Linked DNA regions of Mus musculus: regions 1, 2, 3 and 5 are each linked to region 4. Evidence: chromatin contacts called from public promoter capture Hi-C data. All regions are on one chromosome and are shown on one strand. The core of a region is the stretch at or near the end of the contact, and the rest is flanking DNA. Distances in the headings are between cores, read along the strand shown.

Evidence for each region. Promoter capture Hi-C pulls out the DNA fragments that hold promoters and counts their contacts.
Region 1: a promoter capture Hi-C map of hematopoietic stem and progenitor cells shows a contact between it and region 4, with 3 times the contacts expected there. The contact joins the enhancer-like site here to the promoter of 4921513I03Rik in region 4. A contact is called at or near these places in 17 of 39 promoter capture datasets (3T3-L1-derived adipocytes, the HPC-7 cell line, the SN4741 cell line and 11 more), 1 of 484 Hi-C or Micro-C datasets (bone marrow-derived macrophages), 5 of 115 datasets of contacts at active chromatin or transcription factors (the NIH/3T3 cell line, embryonic hindbrain, embryonic stem cells and 2 more) and 1 of 9 other capture datasets (embryonic stem cells).
Region 2: a promoter capture Hi-C map of frontonasal cranial neural crest shows a contact between it and region 4. The contact joins the promoter of 1700006J14Rik here to the promoter of 4921513I03Rik in region 4. A contact is called at or near these places in 6 of 39 promoter capture datasets (the HPC-7 cell line, cranial neural crest, embryonic stem cells and 3 more), 1 of 484 Hi-C or Micro-C datasets (bone marrow-derived macrophages), 1 of 115 datasets of contacts at active chromatin or transcription factors (extraembryonic endoderm stem cells) and 1 of 9 other capture datasets (embryonic stem cells).
Region 3: a contact with region 4 is called in a promoter capture Hi-C map of hematopoietic stem and progenitor cells, with 4 times the contacts expected there. The contact joins the enhancer-like site here to the promoter of 4921513I03Rik in region 4. A contact is called at or near these places in 14 of 39 promoter capture datasets (the 3T3-L1 cell line, 3T3-L1-derived adipocytes, the SN4741 cell line and 9 more), 1 of 484 Hi-C or Micro-C datasets (bone marrow-derived macrophages) and 2 of 115 datasets of contacts at active chromatin or transcription factors (embryonic stem cells and trophoblast stem cells).
Region 5: a contact with region 4 is called in a promoter capture Hi-C map of the HPC-7 cell line. The contact joins the enhancer-like site here to the promoter of 4921513I03Rik in region 4. A contact is called at or near these places in 12 of 39 promoter capture datasets (the 3T3-L1 cell line, 3T3-L1-derived adipocytes, the HPC-7 cell line and 9 more), 1 of 484 Hi-C or Micro-C datasets (nephron progenitors) and 1 of 115 datasets of contacts at active chromatin or transcription factors (extraembryonic endoderm stem cells).

The regions. Positions count from the first base shown.
Region 1 is chr10:120,271,929-120,274,628 of GRCm38.p6, reverse strand. No RefSeq gene overlaps it. Among named protein-coding and RNA genes, the nearest start is that of Llph, 46 kb to the right of the region's middle. Within about 2 kb of position 1,403, at least 68 of the 459 cell types and tissues checked have an H3K27ac peak or open chromatin away from gene starts, as enhancers often do. A contact at or near this core is called in the NIH/3T3 cell line and hematopoietic stem and progenitor cells, where this site is marked.
Region 2 is chr10:120,362,808-120,365,507 of GRCm38.p6, reverse strand. It overlaps 1700006J14Rik (a long non-coding RNA gene), which reads right to left and starts at 1,374. Exons shown (of 7, transcript XR_003948966.1): 1 at 1,192-1,374. It overlaps Hmga2 (high mobility group AT-hook 2), which reads left to right. Exons shown (of 5, transcript NM_010441.3): 5 at 1,212-2,700. The coding sequence ends at 1,256. Gm40783 (a long non-coding RNA gene) reads right to left here and starts at 1,152. Exons shown (of 2, transcript XR_872121.2): 1 at 1-1,152.
Region 3 is chr10:120,326,106-120,328,816 of GRCm38.p6, reverse strand. No RefSeq gene overlaps it. Among named protein-coding and RNA genes, the nearest start is that of 1700006J14Rik, 37 kb to the left of the region's middle. Within about 2 kb of position 1,361, at least 11 of the 459 cell types and tissues checked have an H3K27ac peak or open chromatin away from gene starts, as enhancers often do.
Region 4 is chr10:120,764,333-120,767,032 of GRCm38.p6, reverse strand. 4921513I03Rik (RIKEN cDNA 4921513I03 gene) reads right to left here and starts at 1,301. Exons shown (of 3, transcript NR_038000.1): 1 at 1,195-1,301.
Region 5 is chr10:120,490,414-120,493,113 of GRCm38.p6, reverse strand. No RefSeq gene overlaps it. Among named protein-coding and RNA genes, the nearest start is that of Hmga2, 15 kb to the right of the region's middle. Within about 2 kb of position 1,398, at least 5 of the 459 cell types and tissues checked have an H3K27ac peak or open chromatin away from gene starts, as enhancers often do. A contact at or near this core is called in the HPC-7 cell line, where this site is marked.

The DNA of each region.
Region 1 (2,700 bases), core at 154-2,653, 490 kb after region 4:
GGCCTGGAGTGCTGATTTAAAACGCTGTCTTTTTTTTTTCCCCCTTCCAAAATTAAGATGAAATATTTTACATAAAGCCAAATAAAGAAGAAAATGGTCTGGCCTGTTAGGGCGTACTTACTTCACTTTTAATATAGACAAATAATCCTTCAAAATTGTCCTTTTTATTTTTTTAAGTTAAATTATGTCCACCCCATGTGCAGATTCAATTTACCCACTAAGTACACAGCTCAGTCTCCCCTCTCAGAGAACCATTCATTTGCCTAAGAAGGTGGGGGAGACCCTGCTGTATTTTCTTAAAGAGATTCCTAACATTTTCCCCCTCCTCCCTCTCGCCTTAAAGACTACTCTGAGAAACTTTGTCCAGCAGTAAAAGGAAAATGGGTTCAAACAAGCTTCAGGAAATTTGGGTAGTAAAACATAAGTTATAAAGTCTATGTTGAGGGCAAAATAAATGGGGCTCTTTTAAATGGGTTAAGTGTCAGCCATGAGACGGAAATGACTTCCTATAGAGTCAGCCATCCCTCCTACTCTCGAGGCAAACGGTGCTGCAAAAGGCTCTCAGGCAGTAAAGGGATACACTGGTCCATGCTGCTGAGCATGCGTCTGGGATGCACACTTATTTACCACACACCACATCTGTCTGGGATGCACACTTATTTACCACACACCACATCTGTCTGGGATGCACACTTATTTACCACTCGCCACATGTGTCTGGGATGCACACTTATTTACTCCGCACCACATGTGTCTGGGATGCACTCTTATTTACCACACACCACATCTGTCTGGGATGCACACTTATTTACCACACACCACATCTGTCTGGGATGCACACTTATTTACCACACACCACATCTGTCTGGGATGCACACTTATTTACTGTGTACTATGTTCAATTTAAGGAAAATAAATGTGAAGGCAGCAACCATGAAGGACAGAGGGCATGGGTTTTCTGTAATTGCAAGGAGACTTGGGTAATGCTGTGTGCATGTTTGATTTAAAATGTTAAAATATTAACAGAAGTTTTCTATAGCAGAGTGTTCCTATCACAGTGAAGTGACTCATAAGAATGCTAAATTCAAACCAGATGGGCACAAACATTACTGGGCGAAAAAAAAAATCATATATTTGGGAGTCAGCGTGGGTCGTCATAAAAATGAAGACCTTGTCGGAGTTCCTGAAGATTGAACTTGCAGAAGTGAAAAGGGAAACAAGGGGAGAGATATTCTCGACTTCCTCTGCGTTAGACAGGCCACCGTCAATTAGAAGAGCTAACATTTATAAAACTTTAGATTGCCGTTTTAATTCATAAAAGATGACTGTTACAGTCCAGAGAGCTCAGATGTGCCAGAGCCCAGGATTCATTAGTTCAGCCGCATGCCACCCTAATAGTGCCCAAGACTCATCTTACTTCCTTCCCGCCCTAAGTCACCCTCATTGAAGATCTATGTGGTATAGAAACTTCCAGCCTGGCCTTTAGTATTCTCCCAGCAAACCACAGAGGAAAATTCCCATTGCAGGGTCAGACACCCAACCAAATCTCTGCTCTCTTAGTTTGTTTGTTTGTTTTTGTTTGTTTTGTTTTTCCCTCCGAGCTTTTCCCCGTTTTCAGATGATCTGCCCCATGTGCTGTGTTTAAATGCGTATGTACCCTACAAGAAGAAAAATATGTGGTCTCGGAATTAATACTTTTTTTTGACTTATAGGGAAATTCCAGTTGTGTTTAACTTGGACTGTGGGATCCGGGAGCTTTACAGAGAGGAGAAACGACGACGAGTGTGTTTTGAGCAGAAATGTGAATCAGGAGTTCCCCACTGTTTGGTTGCTGGAATCCCAGACAACACGGGGAGAAATGATAAGCGCATAATTTAGTCTGGCAGCCGTAGCACTCAGCCTGCGAGCTTGTCAGGTTCTGACTAGGGATGAGAGACCTCCCAGGGACAAGAAGGTACTTCAGGAAACGGTGTTTCTGATTCCGTAGGTGGCCTCTTTCTCCCTGGGTCCCTGTGAATAAGATGCCCGCGTGGTGTTAGGGGGCACTGTGCTCAACTGTGCTGTTTACCTTTCTGAAGAAACCTAAAACCACAGACCTAACCATTTGTGGCCACCGGAGATCTTACAGCGGACTCTCTAAGGCCAGTTGTGTTAACTCCAGAATGCTGGCCCGAGTCCAGCTCAAGTAATTACATTCTGCTCCCCTCAAACTCCCCCTGTAGTTTCCACTGAATCCGATAGTCTGGACCCTCCATCAAGCAGCCTGGCCGGCTCGGTGGTGGTTAGCATTCCACAGAGAGGCAGCCTGTAAGTCCAAGCTGGAAGAAATGAGTGTTCCATCCCCACCAAGCTGCGGCAAATTGGAATTAGCTAGTGTTCATGAAAGCCTCGGGAAACCCGTTTTTTTGAGTGTGTTCACAATCAAAGCTACCTCCTTTGCCCTAGGGAGCCACCTCTGCGAGTGTCGCTTTAACGAAAACGAGTATAGAGATCCTGGGAGGGCAGAGTAGAGTCCTACTCACCTCTGACCTGGAAATACCCTATCTGGGGCAGGGCCAGCAGGGGAGGTGAGTTGAGAAAGCACCGCTCTAACTGTAACAAAGCTCAGAGGCCAGAGAAAAGGAGAAGGGTCTGCGAATGACGTCATATTACGAAGGAATAAAGGATCTTGGGAGGTTTAGCTAAAAGGGGAGAGAGAGG
Region 2 (2,700 bases), core at 125-2,624, 400 kb after region 4:
TGGGAAAGGAAGCGGGGTATAAATTGTGTCAGTTAGCCACCCAGACGAAATGAAGCCATGTGGAAAATCAAATCTATTAAAGTATGAAGGCTGTTGTAAGCTGGCCATTCTTAAAGGGGCTTCATTGGCTGCTGGAGTAAATGTTTACCCCTCTCCCAGATCTGTTTCACATGCCGTCTTTGGAGCCAGCCGGCAGCGTTTGATAAAAATCATCCTCCCACTAACGACACTCTTTATCGGAAATGTTTATTAGCTCCGCTTTACCGCCCATGTCCTGAAAGGTATTGCAGGTTTGTTAAATAAGCAGAAGTTAAAAAGAACTTTGTAGCTCACACCAGCTTGCAGGAACCCCAACAAATTCCAGAGCCATAAGGAATGAGGGGAAAGGGGGGCTGGGGTGGAGTTAGATTTATATGGGCGAGAGGCCCTGAGAAAACATATATATTAGGTTTTCTCTGCTTGGCTGGCCCACCGTTAAATGTTTGCCTGATGTTGACGGATTTAGTATTGAGATTGAACAGTTATGTCAAACTTAGCCCATTGCCTCAAAATGTGTTTTAATAAATGTAAAAATAAGGAAACTGCTCTCAGGAGCAATGTACTTGCAGGATGGGTCTGCTGTCGCTCTCCCACAGCCTTGGCTGAGGAGTTGTATACCAGCCCTGTTTGACCCAAACCTGCCCCTACTTGCCTTATATATAAGGGGTATATTGTTTGTCTGTACACTAAGGAACCCATCTAAAAAAACACACACACATCTAGCAAACGCCCAAACAGCATCAACTAGCAAAAGTTCAAATAGCATCAGCTACCATTACCAACATTTGGTGGGTGGGTTGACTTTCAAGAGCAGCTTTTTAAACCCGATGACTGTGGCACACCATGGGGAGAAACCAACTCTTTCTTGGTGAGTGAAGTCTCCAGAGACCCCACAGGCTACTTCTGACGGTAAACAATTGAATTTGCTGACCAGCAGCCATGGTGCCTTAAGTCAACAGTGACAAAAAACAGCCCAGGAAAAAAGACAACCCCTTGATTCCTCAATGACACGGGTTGAGTGCCTGGGAATAGAGGTCAGGCAGTGTCCCCCACCATGTTCCGCTTAAGCAAGCTCAGCGTGGTGCAGGCGACTCCTGGTTACAGGAGTGGTACTCTGGGCAAGCATTGTTCCCCAAACAAGGCCTAACCCACCTGCCTTCCGTGTGTTGCAGGAGACTGAAGAGACATCCTCGCAAGAGTCCGCAGAGGAGGATTAGGGGGCGCCGACATTCAATTTCTACCTCAGCATCAGTTGGATCTTTTGAAGGGAGAAGACACTGCAGTGACCAGTTATTCTTAACTGCCACGGTCTTTCTACTTCCTGCGGGGTGGGGCGGGGGCGGGGCTGGGCGAGGGGCGGGGCCGGGGTGGGCGAAATCGCATAACCTTGAGAAGGACTATATTAATCACTTTGTAATCCCTTCACAGTCCCAGGTTTAGTGAAAAACTGCTGTAAACACGGGGGACACAGTTTAACAATGCAACTTTTAATGACTGTTTTCTTTTTCCTTAACTTACTAATAGTTTGTGGATCTGATAAGCAAGGGTGTGTGGTTGAAGAAAACCTCTGTGGTGGGCTTAATCAGTCACTACATGCAAACCCTAAACCGGCACCCTGGTGACCGGGGGCATTCGTATAAGAAAAGCATTGTGTGTGACTCTGTGTCCACTCAGATGCCACCCCCACCATGATCATAGAAAATCTGCTTAGGACACCAAAGATGAGAACTAGACACTACTCTCCTTTCTTTGTGTATAATCTTGTAGACACTTACTTGATTTTTTTTTCTTTTTTTACTTTTCAATTCTGAATGAGACAAAATGCTGGTGTATCTTTTCATACAGCTAGCAAACCAGAATAGGTTATGCTCGTTTTTTGCTTTGTTTTGTTTTTCAAAAAGGGAAGTAAACGAGAACCGTTGACTCCTCCATTTATGGACTCATACACAGCAGCAGGAGTGATAAGCCCACAAGCTCTCTTTCCCGCCTCGGGAAATCTACACAGCCAAAAGCCACTTAGCCATAAATGACACTTGTCAGCCTTGAAGCATCGGAGATAACTAGCTGAGTAAAATGATCCTGTTTTGGAATTTAATGAAAAGGTTAACAGTACCCAATGAACCCACCCAAGTGATGACATGGGAGGAGCGAAACCGAAATCTCTTTTGCTATATAAAGGACACTATTTTTTAAAAAAAAATAATAAAAACAGCTCCCGCTCTCTGTCCTCTCTCCCTCCCTTCTCTCCCTCGCCTCTCTCTCCTCTCTATATTCCCTGTTCTTCATTGTGTACCAGTGTCCGTGAAAGACCGCAGTACCACTTACCTCAGATGAAGCCTGCGTGTTACATCCTGTAACACCTTTCATTTTGACATAAGATGGCTAGCCGAGGTGCATTATCTTGGTTCGGACTGCCATCTCTGCATTCACGCTGCACTTTTAGCCAGAGATGCAATAATCCCCACTCCTCAATACTACCTCTGAATGCTACAGTGAATTTACAGCCCTGCACTTGTTACACGCTGCTAGACACAAGCCCTGCAAGAGAAAGGAAAAAAAAAAGCCCACCAAAACCAAACCAAACCTTACTGGGTCGGCATCTCAGCCATCCCCAGTTCTCGACCATTCTTCTCTGTACTCTTACTCCGTCTCAGCAGGCTA
Region 3 (2,711 bases), core at 112-2,611, 440 kb after region 4:
TTCCACCAAAAGGAAAACCAAATACAATCACAGACGTCAGGCAACTTTTCCATCGTGTGAAGTTGACTTGTTTAGACTAGTCCAGCTGCAAGGCCAGGGCCTCCCGTCTCACCCAGTGCAGTGCTGTGTGTGTCTGGCTACTGTTCAAGGTCAAAGATCCACAACCCAAACCTGCTAGGCTAAGGGGGAAATCAGGAATTGGAGTAGGATTTACCGTGCTGTACACACAACTATGAAGACCTGAGACAAAGCAGACGCAAGCAACAGGAAGCAAGGACAAGGGCCAGGAGATGTGGAAGTCTGAGGTAGGCTTTCAAGTCTGGAGGGTCAAAGGGGAGGTCCAGAGGAAATTCAGCCCTTCAGGTTTTCTGCTGAGAAAGGATGGGGTGAGGGAGGTCAACTATGGGAAAGGGAGCCTAAAGATGAGAATCTGCCTCAACACGGGGCATCTTAATACTCACGGATCCAGCTTTCACTGACAACTTCCTTGCGCCCAGTTCGCTCACCCTGCTTGCCTGCAGTGCCCACCACTGGCCGGTGAAACGATTCCGTAGAACGAAAAAGCAACCTCAGCAATTGGTCGGACGCTTCCGGTGTCCTTCCGATCAGTTCTTCGGGTTAGCCTGATGTTTCAAACCATTGTTTTATATTTAAAAGAAACCTGAAGGAAGGAAGGTGTGGGCAATTCACGTGCCACAGTGTGCACGTGGGCATCATGGAGGTCAGTGGGCGGGTCCTAGGGGTCAGAGGGCAACTCTGGGGTCAGGTCTCTTCTCCTTTAACCTTCACACTTGTTCTGGGACTCAAACTCAGATGGTCAGGTTTGTGTAGCCTGCTCAGCCATCTTGCTGGGCTCAATGACTTTTTTTTTTTTTAAAGCATAACCATCGTTATAAGAACACTATTACTTTAATTGCTATTTCTGGAGGAAATACAGTGTGACCTGATCTTAGATATTGTCATCTGAGTTTCTACATAAAATTAAGTGATTCCCTACCCCACCCCCTCGACATAACTGATTGAGCCCTCGAGACATGTTTGCTAGCTCAGGAGTACTTCCAAAGCTTATACTATTAGAGAGCAAGCAGGTAGTCCTGCACTCGTTTGCTTGGGAGTCGCGAGAGTCAGCTGCCAAAGTGTTTTCATGCTCCTTATTGGCTTGTGTGTTGTTGTTATGGGAAATCACACCAACGAGCATCCATCCACTAATGTGATATCAGCTGTGGATGCCAAGATCCGAGGAGGGGCTCTCGTGCAGCTGGGATGCCGATGGCGGTGCTTAGCACCTCAGGCCTCCTCTCCCTCACACTGACACATGGAGATACTTGTTTGCAGTCAGCGCTCCTGTGTTCTCTCTCGGTGTGGCAGCCACAAGAAGCACATCTGTGAAGTGTTTGCCAGCATGTCAAGGGTAGCCAGGCTCTCTTGAAGCCATTTCAAATGTCATACCAATCCTTGTGCATAACATCTTTGAGGAAATTGCTACTCTAGAGATCTTAATATTTAAAGAAAAAAAAAAAAGGAAAGAAAGAGAAGAAAGGCAATACATTTAGCCACTTAAAAGTAGCATTCTTTTTCACTGAGCGAAGCTGAACTCTCCAAAACTTCTTTTTTTACCAAACAAGTCTCTTTTTTGGTGGCGAGGAAATAAATTAGCATTCGGGTCCTAAGTGCTCTTAAAATCATGCTGCTATAGACCTGTCCATTGTTTATAATTCTTAAATAAAGCTGAAAGTCAGAAAGCCGTCCTTGGAAGGTTTATGAGCAGTTTTTTGGTCCCCCCCCCCCCAAGCAGAAGTCAAATAGAAGATCAAAGAGATTCAACAAAATACTTCAAACTCAGAGTGGGCTGAGCTCAAAAGCCATGTAAAGAACCCAACCTCTCCAGATAGCTTGGGAGATGTGTCTTGTAATTTCAAAATAAAACAAAACCAAAGCGTGATGGTCTGAATTTATCAAACTGACATCTCTGAATGGTGTGGTTGGAAGTACGGGTCTTTGATATTCTACCCAGAGCATCCCAGACGGTTTTAAAAGGTCAGGTGACCACTTTACTGAGCGGGAAATATGAACAGCCGGGGGTGGATTTCCCATCTCTCTGCCCCTCCTCCTGCTGTGACTTCACAGAGACTATCTTTTCCATCTCTGGGGGACGAAGGTACACCTTTGAACTGCCCCAAGAAGTGGAATGGTTTCCAAAGTTTTGAGCACTGGTTAATTGGCGCTGTACCACCTTAAGCACCTCTAACTTAAGCACCTACTCACCATCTGATTTAAAATAGAAAAAGATACAGCGGACTGACCTCGCTAAATAGGCACGAATCTACCCAGGCATGATCGAGACCCCGATAAATCTGTTTCTAATCACCCATTGGTATTTAAGTATATAGTAACTACTCTATTAAATTTAATTCTCTCTCTTTAATGACAGTTATTCTGCATTTAATGACAGTTATTTGAAATATATACCCACAGATTATTAACAACACTTTAACAAGATATTTAAACTGTGGAATGTGAGTACGAATCTATCAAATGTCACTAAGTCAATTACTGTTTAATGCAGAATGGCCAAATTGTTAACATGGCCCCAGGTGGGAACAAGATGACCTGAAAGCATTTCAGTAAGAACTAACTTGCCAGGGGGAGAAAATGCAACTGAGAGTATTATTTCAGAGTAAAGCTAAGGACATATGACTTAAACACTGATA
Region 4 (2,700 bases), core at 52-2,551:
ATAGCTATGAGACCACTCAGTGAGCTGCCATCCATGATGGGGTGCACTTTTCTGTGATGTGCCTGCCTTTGAGTCAACCCTGCTCCTGTGAGTAACCCCTCGCCCATCCTCCTGTTAGCAGCCCCGATAAAGACTAACCGACAGAGCTAGTCAGACTCTTGTGCAGTGTGCTCTGGTCTTCGAGATATAAGCTCTTAGAGTGAAAATAAAATCCTAGTATTGATCATAGTCTGGCTTGCCTAATGTGATGGCCATGACTCACACAACCGCCATACCTCACGTGAAGTCCGGCTCCATCTCAGCCAATGTGGAGCAGTGGTGGAGCACAGTGGCAGATTGACAGCTGCCAATAACGGCAGCTCGTCTCAGTACCACACAATACCACCATCCTTTTCACTCTGAGAACAAACCAACTAGACCGAAGGCCAGTGAAGTGGAAAAGACAGATACGACTCTTATCTGGGAAACCCGTGGGAACAGTAAGAGCGGGGCTTCCCGATCCTGTATTTGTTTTATGGTGTTTAGAGGAAAGTGGGAATTTCCATCCTGCTGAACCTACAGAGTTATCCTGAAATAACATTCTTTGCTCGTTGTAAGGAGATGATGGTACTTAAGTTTGTCTGATTCTGTTTTTTTTTTCACGAAGAGATTTAAAACCTTGGAGAAGAGTGAAGGGCGGATCTACTCAAAGGATTCTGGCAGAGGGCCTGAGAGATGCCTCAGCAGTTCAGAGAACTTGCTGTTCCCCCGGAGGTTCTGAGTTCTGTGCGACCACTCCTAACTCCAGCTCCAAGAGATATGCGCCCCCTCCTGACCTCTGCAGGTAACAGCACATACACACAGACACACACACACACAGACACACACACACACACACACACACACACACACACACACACACACACACAGCAGGCACGAGTGCACCTATCCTGTAAGCCATCATAATGGATTACCTCTGTAATATACGTTCTATTGGATCTGTTCCTCTAGAGAACCCTGAGTGATATGCCCCTCGAATGCCCCTCAAAGTCTCAGGTTTTGAGTCTGGCAGTTTTGTTGAGAAGTAGATGGATAAGAAGGATACCAACCACACCAACAGACCATTCTACTGATGACTTCATCATTGAGTGTGTTTTTGGGAGGTATGACCTAACTGGAAGTGGCGGGTTGGGAGGGTACCTTTGAATGGCTTACCTTGCCCGAATTCACATGCTGTTACCCAGCTGCAGTGAGATCAGAAGCCCTGCTCCACCCCGACTGCTTTCCTCCACATTGTTCTCTATTGTTTTTCCAGCAGCTGTGACCAAATGCGAGAGAAGGAGGTTTTCTTTTGGATCATGGTTTGCGAGTATAGTTTGTCACAATCATGAAAGCATCGCGATGGGAGTGGCTATCAGGCATGGCAGTGGGAGTGGCTATCAGGCATAGCAGTGGGCGTGGCTCACAGGCATGGTAGTGGGAGTGGCTAGCAGGCGTGGCAGCAGAAGCATGAGGCTGCTGATTCACATCTCAGCGGACCAGGAAAAGGAGAGGAGGGAATGACGGAGCTCAGAGGCTTTCTCCTCTCCCGTTTTTTTTATCCAGCCAAGTCCTCTTTTTATCCAGCCAAGTCCGCAGTGCATGGGAAGGTCTCTACTATGTTCAGGAAAGGTCTTACCCTCTTAGTCATTCCTCTCTAGAAAAAGGCTCACAGATAAGTTCAGAGGTAAGGTGTGACTCACTAATGCCTTGGTGGTTTCTTAATCCAATAAAGTTGTTGATCAGAGTTAGACCATCACATAGTCTGCATCACTATAATTCACAGACAAGGGAACCAGGTGACCATAGGACTGAAATAACTAAACTATGAGCTCAAAGGAAACTGTTCTTTAAAGTTTTTCTCCGATAGTCTTTGAGTTTTTGTAGTACCTACAACTAATGTACAGCTATCAATGTATAGATATGTTTCTCCTGTGAGCTGATACTCTTATCCTGTTCGCTATTATAGGATGGAGCTGGAGCCTTCAGCAGATGCTGAGGGAAGGTTTGAGGCTGATCCTGGGTGCAGAATTGTGCCCAGTTCTTCCCACCTGATTGTTCATCTACTGCAAACTGGGGCTCGTTTTTCCCTTTGGAAAAATAATCACATTTTGCTGCATTGGAAAGCATGGCTAAGATTGATTCCTGCAGTAATTTAACAGAACCTGAAGCTTTATAGACCTTCTGTCTACAGGACTTCTGACTACACAGAACGTGTCTTTAGGATGTGCCCTTCTTTTCCCTGTTCTGATAGAACTGACTGTGCAAACTAAGGCAGCTTTCAGATGCTATTCCACTCACTGGCAGTGCCATTTGTGCCTCTGAACAGCAACAGGCTGAGGTCTTCCAAAAAACTAGGGAAGAGTGGTAGATCCAGAGGTCTGAGCCTCTCGATTCCTGGGGTGGACACGTTAGGGTGTCTATTGTGAAAGACCGGGGGGAGTGAAGATATGCTCAGGAGATCCCATGGGCTTTGAAGACCTTTGGCATGGCTCTCCATTCATAAAAAGCTGCTTCATTCAGAGCTGTGGCTTCAGAAGTCTGGATGCAGTCAGTTCCTGGCTGGCTGGGAACAAGGAGTTAACTTGAGGCTGGTTCTTCCTGCATGGGTCCAGCCAGCAGCTGTTCATCATAAGCAGGGTCCTTTCATCCTGACAGCTTTCTTTCCACTCAGGGGGAGTT
Region 5 (2,700 bases), core at 149-2,648, 270 kb after region 4:
CATGCGTCTGGGCCCGTGAGTCTATGTTCACTGGCCACAGAGGTCAGACCTCAGATTCCCTGCAGCTGAGACTACAGATGGTTGTGAGCTGTCCAACATGGATACTCCAGGCCTCTGGAAGAGCAGTAAGTGTTCTTAACCACTAACCCATTAATGAAATTTTACAATAGTATCCTTCAGAGTCTGACTCAGCATATTCTTTCCAAGAATCATACACGGTTGTAGCATGTTGTAGCGCATGCCAGTGCTTCGTGTCTTTTTCAGTGTTGAGTACTATCCCATATCGTGAATGGACAGATATTTTATTTTTCCAGTTACCGGATCGTGAACATTTTATGTTTGTGCTTTTTCCGTGTTTTAGCCAGTATGGTTGTGTGGATGTTTACATTTTGTTTATATACACATACATAAATGATATGTAATATGAATAGACATGCTGAGTGAAGAAACTCTAGTTGGTATGAGCATGACAAACATGGCTCTGGAAAGCCTTGCACTTCTTCTATTCCCTCTGCCTTGCTAAGAGCCATTAGATGACATTCCTAAAGCTAGCCACCAAGGGCTAGTCCCTTATTTGGCCACTTCCTCCCCCTGAGGCTGACCACCAAGGTCCAGTTATCAAAGCATTGAAGTCCAACCATCAAAAGCCCCCTTTTGGCCACTTTAATTATCGTGCCCAATTAAAATTAGTCAACTCATCCTAACATGTGATTTCCCCTTTCACCTTTATAAACCAACATTTGTCTATGGGTCATGGCTGTCTTCTCTCTATCCAGAGGCAGTCCTTTGTTATGTCCCACCCCCACCCTGGACTAATATACCATTACACTCCCCTTGCTCCCGTTCTCCCCTCTCCCTTGTTCCTTTCCCCATCTCTCTCTAACTCTTGCCTCTGTCTTTAATTCCCTGCTCTCTGTCCATTTGAGACAAATAAATCTTTATGCTGAGAACTGGACTTGGGGTTGTCTCGAGCTGACTCTGAGGTCCCTAAGGACGAGCCCTGTGGAAATTGTACTCTTAAGGTTCTCATGAGAGTTTGTTTCCTCAAGCAACTGTATCACATCTCAAGAAGCAACATGTCAATGCGCCAGTGGCCCTGTGCCCTCAGCAACACTTCCGCCGTATGCGTTTATGATCGGAGCGCAGCATCCTAGTGGGAGCGCAGCATCCTAGTGGGAGCGCAGCATCCTAGTGGGAGTGACATCACTTCCCTGTGCTCCGGAAGATGACTACCAGTACTGGAACCAATGGCCCTTCCCTCAAACAGCATTATAAGCAACCACAAAGCCCAGTGGCTTCGACCACTGGCACCCAGTCCTCACTCTGTAGGGCGAGGCATCCATTCTGATATTATTTCATGTGTCTTCATTGCAGGACTGAGACTGTTTCTGACGTGGTGGAGTGTCCACTCTCAGATGACAAGCAGGAACAGCCTGTGGCCTGGATCTGGCACATGACACTTCTGCTTTCCAACTGCTGTCCAAAAATTTCCTGTCACCAAACCCAACTTCAATACAGCCAGTATCGCAAAGCTTGGCTTCCAGAGTGAAAGAGCAAGAGAGTGTAATTTTACAGAGGAAGGGAGTGAATTATTGAAAACAACAGTCCAGTTTCCCTCCCCGCTCAGTTCTGTCTCAATGGCATCTTGCTTCCTATTTACTAACACGGTGAACTCATTATTGCACTCAAACTTCAGGGCATCTTAGATCTCAAACATTCCATCCCTTCCCCCAGTAGCATCTTCCTCAAGGTCTCCATTTGGGAGACTATATTAAAATCTGAAATTATTAGAAGCTGAAATGATTAAAAACGAGAGTGTTGGATTATACCAAAACTGTTCTTTTGTATCAAACATTGCTAGCCGCTACCCAGAATTTATCTGTTGACTTCTTTCTTTAAAAATCACTGAAGCACCTGTGGGACAAGCGTGAGACACAGGGTCCATACTCTCAAGGCCCCCAGAAAAGCTGAGTAGGCCTGGTGTCCACCTGTGACCCCAGCAAGCAGAAGTAGAGGCAGGGGTATTCCCAGAGCAAGCTGACTGGCTAAGCTCCACACCTCGAGAGACCCTCAGATAAAATGTGAAAGCCATTAAGGATGCTATCCAGCAGCAGTCTTAGGTTTCCACAGGCTTGTGCACATGAGTACCTGTACACACAAGTGTGCCCCAAGTATGTGAAGGAGCACATGTACATACACCCAGCTCACAGACATATATATACACATATATGTATATATATGCACATATACATACACACATATATGTGTGTGTGTATATATGTATACGTGTATACGTGTATATATGTATATGTGTATATATATGTATATATATATTCAAATGACAGATTCTCAATCAGGTGTGGTGGCACATGGCTCTAATCCCAATAAGGCTAAGGCAGGGGCATCATAAAATGTGAATTAGCCTGGGCTACAGAGAGAGTTGAAGATCTTTCTGACTTGCAGAGCAAGCAAGACCTTATCTCAATGAGCAAACAAATTCCAACTGAACTTATTCAGAGTAGTAAAACATTTTATATTTTATTTACTTTTTTATTTTATTTTTTATTTTTGCAGCCTCTCTCATCTGGAGCTGAGACTGACCTTGTGAAAATCTGCTGTGGATTTCTGGACCAGTCTGTTTTCCTTATTTTGCTCCTGTTTTGTCTAGCACGTGGCTGCTGAACTTGAGGTGGAGTGGCC